2 separate regions of the Bombyx mori genome follow, and region 2 is linked to region 1. Evidence: chromatin contacts called from public Hi-C data. All regions are on one chromosome and are shown on one strand. The core of a region is the stretch at or near the end of the contact, and the rest is flanking DNA. Distances in the headings are between cores, read along the strand shown. Region 1 holds the start of LOC101740372 (visual system homeobox 2). Region 2 overlaps LOC101740372 (visual system homeobox 2).

Region 1 (5,151 bases), core at 1,351-3,850:
GCGGTAGTTCTTTTGACGTTCAACAAGTATGTACTTTCATTTATGTTGAATAAAAAATTTTTGATTTGATTTGATTTGATTTGATTTGATTTGATATAAGTAATAACAAAAAACCTATTCTTCAGCTATTTAAATCAAGTAAAATTAATTGAAGTTTAATTAAGAAGATCGAACTGTTGATGCTAATACCGGATAAAACGGACAAAGGTCCGTAATGTTTGTAATTAAAGAATTTTAAAGATAAATGTCGCGTATCAAGCGAAATGTCGCTGAAGCCAAATAGCTTACCATCCTTCGATATATCGTCTCCTCGCATTAAAACTGTATAATCTCAAAACTTACTAATTTAAAGGAGAGTGTTTTAAAGGTTTCACATGTGATATTTTTAATATTAAACATCTTTGCAGCATTTATTTCTTATTTTTTACCAGTTACATTATCTGTCTTTTCAAAGTAAAATAAAATTATGTATTAATTTTGTTAATAGTAGTTTAAACATAGGTAAACTAAAAAAAAAAAACTAAAACTAAACTACGCTCTTTTGACAGTATGTATTTATGTGAAAAATACTGGTGATACCAAATGATTCCGCATCTTAACTCAATTTCGAATATTTTTGGAAATTGTACACTTTTAATGCGAAAAGATGATATCGACGCTTGAAAGGCAAAAGTGACTAAGCGACAATGCGTGAACTTTACAGTAGACTAATTTAAAGTTGAAATACCTGAAAAAAATTCTATTTTAACGAATCTAGCTATAGGATTGAAATGATTTTAATAGTCCTAGAAATATATTTTTTTTGCGCATCGAATATTGGTTATTGCCTATCATTAATGTATAAAGCAGTTATTGTCGCTTAGTCACGTTTGCCTTTCAAGCGTCGATATGTATGTAGTTTTTTATGAAATAGCTTTACATCTGATTATTAACGCTATGATTTCCTAGACGCATATGCTTACGGATTATCCTAACGCATCCAAATCTGTGTTTACTCGAATGAGGATTTACTAAACGAATTAAACACTTCAATATTAAAGACAAAAGCCACATTATAACCGCTTGAACAATAAGAGTAATTTGAGCCGGCCGTCGGCATTTTCAAAGCGAACACACAACCTTTTATATCGTCTGTCGTATGAAAATGCTAATTATAATTATAAAAAAAAAACATCACTATGAACATTCAAAGAATTCATTTACACATTTCTCAATAAAGATCTTCATTAAAAGCCAAAATCAAAACCTCACTCGGTCGAGGTTCGATTACATTAATTGTTGAATCAAGATTATGATGCGTAACTTAAAAAATAATCATAATATCCTTACTAAATACTTTCAGGTATGAATATGTAAATATTTCGTAGAAATTATTCACTAGTGTCTTAATATGGATTGTAACCATTTGCAAAGGTTAAGGTTTTAGTTCAAATGAAGCAAATATTTAACTACAATGTTTTTTTTTATGGTTTACTAATGGCCCGGCGGTTTTTCCAGTTTCATTCACTAGGACAGGTAGTTTAATGTACCAATCTTTGTTGTAACAACAGTGACATGTAAGTCTTCTTTTTAATTCTATCTTCTCAAAAGTCTACTTGGACTATCTAAATTGATCTTCATTTCAATATTTCGCTCAATACAAATCGGATATTTTAGTACCGAAATTGTAAATTCACACCGATATTGCACAACAAACAAAATATATTTTGTCATGAAACAAATCTAACAGCTCTAAATTGATTAGAAACGATAACGTTAATTTGTGTTTTAGGCCAAAATTACAAAGTTAAATCGCGTGAGAATCTCAAAATACTATAGGTATTTACCTGGTGGATGATGCAGTAATGGAGGACCCGGGAGGAAGGCTGCGGCTACTGCAGCTTGAGCATTGAAAGCTGCTGCATAGGCCACGCGACTCGCAACAGAGGCCGGCAGAGGAAACTGAGGAGTGTAAGCCGACCGGGGCTCTCTGCTCTCAGATAAATTGAGTACTCTATCTCCATCTCTGCTCTCGAAGTATCTCTCTCTGCTCTCCCGATTATCGGAGAGACCTAGCAGCTCTTGGATGGCGAATGGAGAGCGCTGGGGTGCTCTGGGAGCGCTTGCGTTAGCGCTCATCGCTTGCATTTTGAGCGAAACAGTATCTGACCACTCGCTACGATCTCAGCTTACATAACTGAAGACATGTATCTTTGTCTTGTTTTTTTTTTGGAAATTTTATCACAATATTAGACCATTCGTTTACAAGTCACACTAATTCAATGTTTGAAAATTCACTTAATAATTATTAAACTAGAGTAGATTAGGCCTCGCTTAGGCTACAAGTTTACTTAAAGTTAGAATTTAGGTGCGATTGAAATTCGCGGAAAATTGTTGGTATCGTGTTAAAAACGCGACACGAGCGCTCTGTCCGGCGTCCGCAGCGCTTCTGAGCGGTACACCGCCGGGCGCTTTGTAAAAACGAGAGGACCCCCCTCGGCGTGCTGGCTCCCGAGGTTCACTGTCAAACCATCGTATTTCACCACCCCCCCGATACACGTTACGACGTTTCGGAACTGAAACGCTTACGGCAGCCGCAACGACGAAAGGACACAAGCGGATCCCCCGCTGACTTACAATGCGCCGTTTCGGAAATCACTCACCAGCCCCCCGGGCCACGCAGGCGGAGCCTACTTATAGCCAATACGGATATTTTGTTACCGCACTCTATTGGCCAGATTTCTTCGCGGGGGACACGCCTACGTGACGCCGCAGTACTCGAAACGGAGCCTTATTGGCAAGCGAATTAAACCGACATTGTATTAAATGGCAGCGCTGATATAATTTTGATTAATTGTGAGAAATGAATAGTCCGTGGCGTGGGGGCCAGGGGTCGGCAGACGGGGGTCGTGTACCGGACAGCCGGTATTATTCTATATTTTCTTGGCACTTTGCTTTATTATCGCGCTACTTCAATGGCCTCCTCTGGTACAAAACGACATTCGGTGTCGGCCGCATAATGTGCCATTATCAATCATTGGTCGTGCTCTACACCTGCAGCTCTACCTGCGGGTAGAGCACTTGAGGAATTCTTGTAGAGCTTAGTGTATATTCATGTTTCCTGTGTTTTGTGGTTTTTTTTTTAATAACTTGTAAATAATTTTGTTAGTTTAGTTTATAAGATTTTATTGACCAATGGTTTATTTGTAGATAATTGTTAATAAAGTTTTAGATAAAAAAAGGTTAAAAACCCAATACTTGTTTTGATACATTAAAAAAATTATAAATTTAATAATGTATAAATCTAGTTCTAAAATTTCGACTAAGTAGTATAAAGTTTATGAGATGGCTTTAGTTTTCGCTCTAAGCACACTCATTGACAGTGACAATGCCGATGTTCACGAGCAACGACAACCATACAGACAATTTAATTTTCTGAATAAATAAAAATATAAAAAAATCATTTGTATATCCACCACTAGCGTTAAACGAGACGTAAACTATTTATTTAGGTATTTAACTTTATGCACAAGACATGGCGGGGTACCGTAAGACGTTTCAGACCTTCCTTCTTAAAAGCTACGCAATGAACTCGACCACTCTATCAAGAATCAAACGACTAAGAAGACAATAGTAGGTAGGTACAGTGGCGGACTGATGCTTAAGGCACTCGCTATCAGTCAAACAAACGTGCTGTGGCATTGCCTTATCGCATTAAAATATATTGTATCACATTCCAATAAATATACAAGAGAAATATAATCTCTATGTGGAATAGGGATCGCAGCGCATAAAATAAAAACTACACTATTCCAAAATCTTCTATTATAATAGTAATTAATAATTAACACTAATTTTATTACGTCTTACTCATTTTTCAACCGTCTTCGCCATCTTCCAATTCTCTGTCATTCTATCTGTCATTCTCTTCTCTCTTTCTTTCCGTTTTCTCTCACTAACATCTTAACGCTCCGTTCCACACTCTATTCATACGTTCCGTTCTTACCAATCCTACACCTATATATTAATACGTGAAGCAAAAACTTTGTACACCTTTTTACGAAAATTGCGCAGACGGAGGTGTACGAAATTTCTCACACTTATAGAGAACATAGAGAAGCGGTGCAGAATGCTAATTTTTTTAAATTATGTATAAGAAATACATACATTAAATCGATAAATAAAACATTACACACACTACCGTGTATTTGACACACACACGCATATATACTCTTTTGTTCATTGTTAAAGTTTGTGGTCAAATTGAGAATAGATAAATATTGTTTGTCTTTAATATTATTTGTCTATAATGTAGTCTTGGCCAAATTTGTGATTATGAAAGTAAAGTCTTTGACTATAGAACCATATTAATGTTCAAACTTATAATTTCAATCAATAATAGTTGAATTTCGACTACTGGGCGACCATTACTATACCTGTTATAATATCGTAATTATTAATTTCGACGGCACCCAAAACACTTCATTACGGATCCGCCCGACCCATTAACGGTTCTTTTAGGTACCTCAAGCACCGCTCACCGTCCTCATCGAACCCGTCGCTTGCGACGAAGGGCTCGTCGAGCGAATTAACTCATATACACAGCCCACTGAGTTTCTCGCCGGATCTTCTTGATGGGTCGCGTTTTCGATCCGGTGGTAGATTCTGCAAAGCACTGCTCTTGCTAGGGTCAGTGTTAGCAACACTTCTAGTTTGAGCCCAGTGAGCTCATCTACAAGTTAGGGCGAAGCTGAAATAGCCTCTCAAGGCTATCAGCATATGTAGGGAAGAAAAAAGAAATTGCGTATTCAAATCGAATACTTTTTTTTTACTTATACTTTTTTTTTTACAGCATACGTGATCACAGACGACTGTATTCGAAAGATAGCAAATAATATTATGAAAATTGAAAAAGACACGAGACTAAAACGCAAAAGAAGTTTAAATTTGAACTCGTTATCATGTCACCATACGAAGCTGAGTAAAAAATAACAAATTATTGCAGTTTTTCTGGAAATTGAAACATGCTATCATAATCGTATGAGAAAAACCCTTCTTAGTTAATTTCCATTAGGAACGTTATAAATGTTTTTAATCTATGTTTTTTTATTTTTATTACTTAGATGGATGAGCTCACAGCCCACCTGGTGTTAAGTGGTTACTGGAGCCCAT
Region 2 (5,151 bases), core at 1,411-3,910, 99 kb before region 1:
GGGCTGTGAGCTCGTCCACCCATCTAAGCAATAAAAAAAATCTAAAGGAATCGTGTAGGCTGAAATCTGAGAGCTGCATTCGAGGCATGCGTATAATACTGATTTGAAGCTCGATTGGCTTAATGAAGTACAGCGGATTAGTAACCCAATCTAATAACTATATAGCTTAAAGAAATGTTAATGAATTATCTCAAGGAAGACCTGAGTGGAAAAGGTCGGAGGATACCTTTGTCGATTGGCAAACAGATCTGCAGAAAATAAGAAAAAATTAAATAAGAGACTAGATTAAAGTTTACATAACATTTAAGTTTTCTATATATTATGTTTAGTCATATAATTGTAATATGGATCTGAATAAAAGGTTTAATGGCAATTATATTATAATGATATATCTGATTGAGATGAAACTTTGAAAAGATATTGTTGATACTACCATCAATGTTAAAGTTTGTTTTATACACTAGCAAATGGCTTAGTAATAGCGGACTTGTTTGGATATTTACAGCAAAAAAAATTAACAATGTGACATTCGAAAAAACTGTGTCAAAATATTTAAATGATTTCACTTATAGAACACGTAATAATTCAAAATATTGGCCAAACTAACAACGGCAGCACACAACAAACATTGGCCAACATAAGCCAACGGAGTTTATTACAATGATCTGCCTGATTATGTTGAAACAAGTGTCGCCCGTGACAATTCCAGTTTGCAGTCGACATTCCGTAGCGTGAATGTTTGTTCGGCGCTTAGATTGTTGTATTGTTTGTCAAATTATACAGCAGCCATGTTTGGTTATCGTTAGGGACTCACAAATTGAACCTGCTGGTTTGTTTCTACACGTATTTTGTGGGTAAATTAACATAATTTGTTGAGGTGTTCAGGTCAAAAAGAAAGAGGTTTTTGTTTAGGCTCTGCATTTTAAGTAAGTAACATTAGGTCCGGATATAACATTAAAACTTTAATTCATAATTTTGTCTATTTGTTATGCCCTTTAAATATCTTTTATGTAGAATTATTGTTGTTTAAAATAGTGGAAGGTTTGGAAAATATTCTTAAGGGAGTGACTACCGTCTCGAAATTTCTTAATTTAGGTCACATTATCTTCATAAAATTGCTTTTACAGCATTTCTAACAAATTAAAAGACTGTGTGGTGAATAAAAACTCAATCTATGTTTACAACACTAAATTTATGAAGTTACCATTTCCGTCTAATTCATTACTGTGCGTGTTGATTTGGGCATTGAACATGACGTTACTGAATTTGTTATTTTACCGCCATTTTGTCGAACGCGACTTCACGAAACATAAGTGTCTATTTCCTATTAATGAGAATATCGAAATGTATTTCCTGTGACTGTTTAATTTGAGGTTAACATTTGAAAACATATTTTGTTAACATATTAAATATATTTTGTAAAAGTTTAATGAAAGAAAGAAAGAAAGAAATCATTTATTCGCCAAGCATAGTGAAAATGAGTTATTGCATAACTTAAAAGCAGCGTGTATGCTTTGTCATTATTTGACATGCGAATTTTAGTGCAGTGCAAGATATTATAATATTATATAAGAATTAATTACAAATCTAGAAACTTATTCAGGTAATAAATAAGATCGACAGATGGTTAGTTAGGTCGGACCCATAAGAACTCGATGGGACAATAGATACATAGAAATCTAGTCATACTCGATCCTGTGGACCGAATGGAAAACAGGCGACGTCGCCCTAAGCACGTCATTACGGATCAGCTAACGTTGCTTTTAGGTACTTCAAGCACCGGTCACCATCCTCTCAGAACCCGTCGCTTGCGACGAAAGGCTCGACGAGTAAATTAACCCACAGACACAGCCCACTGAGTTTCTCACCGGATCTTCTCAGTGGATCGCGTTTCCGATCCGGTGGTAAATTCTGCGAAGCCTTGCTCTTGCTGGGGCCAGTGTTAGCAACACTCCCGGTTTGAGCCCCATGAGCTCACCTATTAGCTCGGTGAATCTAGAATAACCCCTGGAGGCTACTAGAATAGGTAAGTTTTTTTTGTTATGGATCTAATTCGGCGTTGGATGGATTTAGGTTGAAGAAGAAAATGTATATATTAAAGATAATGTTACACACAACAAGTTATCTGCCACATAATGTCGTTCTGTATTAAGATTTTGATGATCAAATAAATACACAAATACGAAGAGGTAATCTTCTTTTTTGTCTCCACCTTATCCCAGTACAAAGCGAATTTTTCCATTCCATTCTCTTCTATCAGCCGTCATCTCAACACTCACTCCTGTCTCTCTCATATCGTCATTCACATGCCACATCAAAGTCTTTTTCTGAAGAGGTAATCTAATTTAAAAAAATCAAACTAATCTAGAGCGTCTTAAAAAAAATACCACATCGGTACAAATTAATCATACAATTTCGATTTGAAGATCCAAAGTCAACAGCTTGAAGGAGTCTAGGATCGGTCAATCAAAGCCTAATAAAATCAACGGCCACACATCACTTCTAAGAACTACCAACCAAAGACTCCACTAATAATAATCACACGTTTATTTCCTTTCAAAACTATACTTGACAGCTCGAGATGCAACCCGAGTCATTTCTTTGTAGCCTTCGACAAGGTTTTATTTGCGTTCGACGGAACCCAAAGCGTAATACACTTTCGTTTCGTATATATTTATTTGTGCTGTAAATCTAAGTTTGTTTTTCTTGTATGGTGCCTACACGGTCATTAGTGTCTAACACAAATATTCCGATCGGCCATTGTTCCTTTATTGCAACAATATTAAAATAATATGTTGGTAATAAGACGCTTTGTGGCTTTCAAGTGGCTTTTTGACGTACGATTGGATCTTGGATGTTTTGTTTGAGGTATTTTAATTGTGCTTTTCCATATTATACAAGATTTATGTGTGCGTGTGTGCGTGGCTTTGTGTGGATGGCGTTGGCAATACGCTGTTATAAAACTCTTGATTATTATATTGGATTTAATTGGTTTAAAAAACTTTTACAATTTCTTGGCGAGGAATAAAAACGCCAACCTGACATAATAACGTAGTATCAACGAATTTCGAGTTTGTTTTTCAATGAGATTATTATTAGCCCTCCAAGAAAGAAGTGACCAAGATTCTATGAAACTTCGTACAAAATATGATCGACCAACCATGCACTTTTTTTTTAATATCTTATCGTAACGATCCATAATTCTCTACGTTTGGCCAACACTCCAACAACTAAGTTCAAACTTTGTACGGTTGTTACTGCAACATGCGTAATCGGTACTGGCTTAGCACTATCAGTGATTATCTATTCAGATATTGAGCTAGTTATAGTTATGGTGAATCGTTTTTTTTATTACTTAGATAGGTGGACGAGCTCACAGTCCACCTGGTATTAAGTGGTTACTGGAGCCCATAGACATCTACAATGTCTTAGTTAGTTACAACGGCTGCACTACGCTTCAAACTGAAACGCATTACTGCTTCACGGCAGAAATAGGCGGGTTGGTGGTACCTACCCGTGCGGTCTCACAAGAGGTCCTACCACCAGTAATTACGCAAATTATAATTTTGCAGGCTTGACTTTTTTTACACGACGCTATTTCTTCACTGTGGCAGTCAATCGCGAAGATTTGTGAAGTACGTATTTCATTAGAAAAATTGGTACCCGCCAGCGGGATTCGAATAGCCTTGCATCGCTAGATACAAATCGTGGTAGGGTTCAACCAGTAGATGTCGTCTACGAACATAACGCAGCGACCAAGCAACTGTACAAATAGTTGATGCGTCTAATTAGCCGCGCTCTCCACGTCGAGTGGACCTTATTTGTTTAGGTCTAAAATAATACACTCCTAAAAATTAGTCACATCTCGACGGTATAAAAAATGTGTTTTGACACTTAAATTAATGTCAACATATCCGAATAAGAAGCATGCACCGTTTTTGTGGTAAAATTGTAGAGAATTGGTACGTTTTAGTTTTAACAAAATCTTGGACGTAAAGGATTCAATTTTAGCCCAGGGTACCATGCATGGGGGTCCATCTGAACCTCTGGTCTTTCCGAAGATGAGATACCAAACTCCTTAAATCTTCCTATGAGTACTAAGAACTAATGTCGGATCAACCGAATCAAGTGTCACATAAATAAACAAATTATTAAATTTGTTTATTAATGGCTAACAATTTATTTATTAATGGTAGCGCAAGGTAGAGAGATGAAAGGCGATTGCATGCAGCAGAGATGCGAATGTTGCGATGGATGTGTGGAGTAACGAGAATGGATAGAATACGGAATGAATATGTTAGAGGAAGTCTGAAAGTGGCACCGGTGACAGAGAAGCTGAGGAGTGCACGTTTGGGATGGTATGGACATGTGATGAGACGAAATGAAAATGAGATTGTTAAGAGAGTGTTAACTCTGAATGTGGAAGGATTTAGAGGAAGAGGTAGACCTAAGAAGAAATGGATGGATTGTGTGAAAGACGATATGGGTAGGAGGGGAGTGAGCGAAGAAATGGTATATGATAGAAGACTATGGAAAGAGAAAACATGTTGCGCCGACCCCAGGTGACTGGGAGAAGGGCAGGATAATGATGATGGTAGCGCAAGGTAGAGGGGGAACAGGTCGACCGAAGAAGATATGGTTGGAGTGTGTGAATGACAATATGAGAGAGAGAGAGGAGTGAGTGTTGAGATGACGGCTGATAGAAGAGAATGGAAGAGAACAATTAGCTGTGCCGACCCAAAATTAGGTATGCTGACCCCATCTAGTGAGATAAGGTGGAAAAAAAGAAGAAGAATGGTTAATAAAGTATATATAATAGATACTACATTAAGATACAAATATGAATGTATGTAATGTCAGACATTTACGACTATGTATAATGTAAATTATTCGAAATGTCGGAAATACATACTCGTATAAGAACAATAATAAACGCGAGAAGATTAAACTCGCGAAGACCTAAGGAAATACTTAAACACGTGTGTATTATAATAATATATTTTTTTCGCTTCAACAAAAAATTCTCTCATACGTTTCGTTCTGACATTTCGTACATTGCGAAGCGTCTCAAAACCCACACGGTAATGAGCATACAATAAAATACCGAGCCGCAAAGTGGGGTTCGGAAAAAAAGCGGTCTCCCTGTATTAC

Evidence for each region. Hi-C and Micro-C count contacts between places; a contact is called where the count stands out from the background.
Region 2: a Hi-C map of middle silk gland shows a contact between it and region 1, with 2.6 times the contacts expected there. The contact joins the enhancer-like site here to the promoter of LOC101740372 in region 1. A contact is called at or near these places in 2 of 7 Hi-C or Micro-C datasets (middle silk gland and posterior silk gland).

What each region holds. Positions count from the first base shown.
Region 1 is chr18:12,803,736-12,808,886 of ASM3026992v2, reverse strand. It overlaps LOC101740372 (visual system homeobox 2), which reads right to left and starts at 2,600. Exons shown (of 8, transcript XM_062673754.1): 1 at 1,827-2,600. The coding sequence starts at 2,127.
Region 2 is chr18:12,902,965-12,908,115 of ASM3026992v2, reverse strand. The region is part of intron 4 of LOC101740372 (visual system homeobox 2); the gene reads right to left. Among protein-coding and RNA genes, the nearest start is that of LOC101736278, 59 kb to the left of the region's middle. Within about 2 kb of position 2,660, at least 1 of the 8 cell types and tissues checked has open chromatin away from gene starts, as enhancers often do.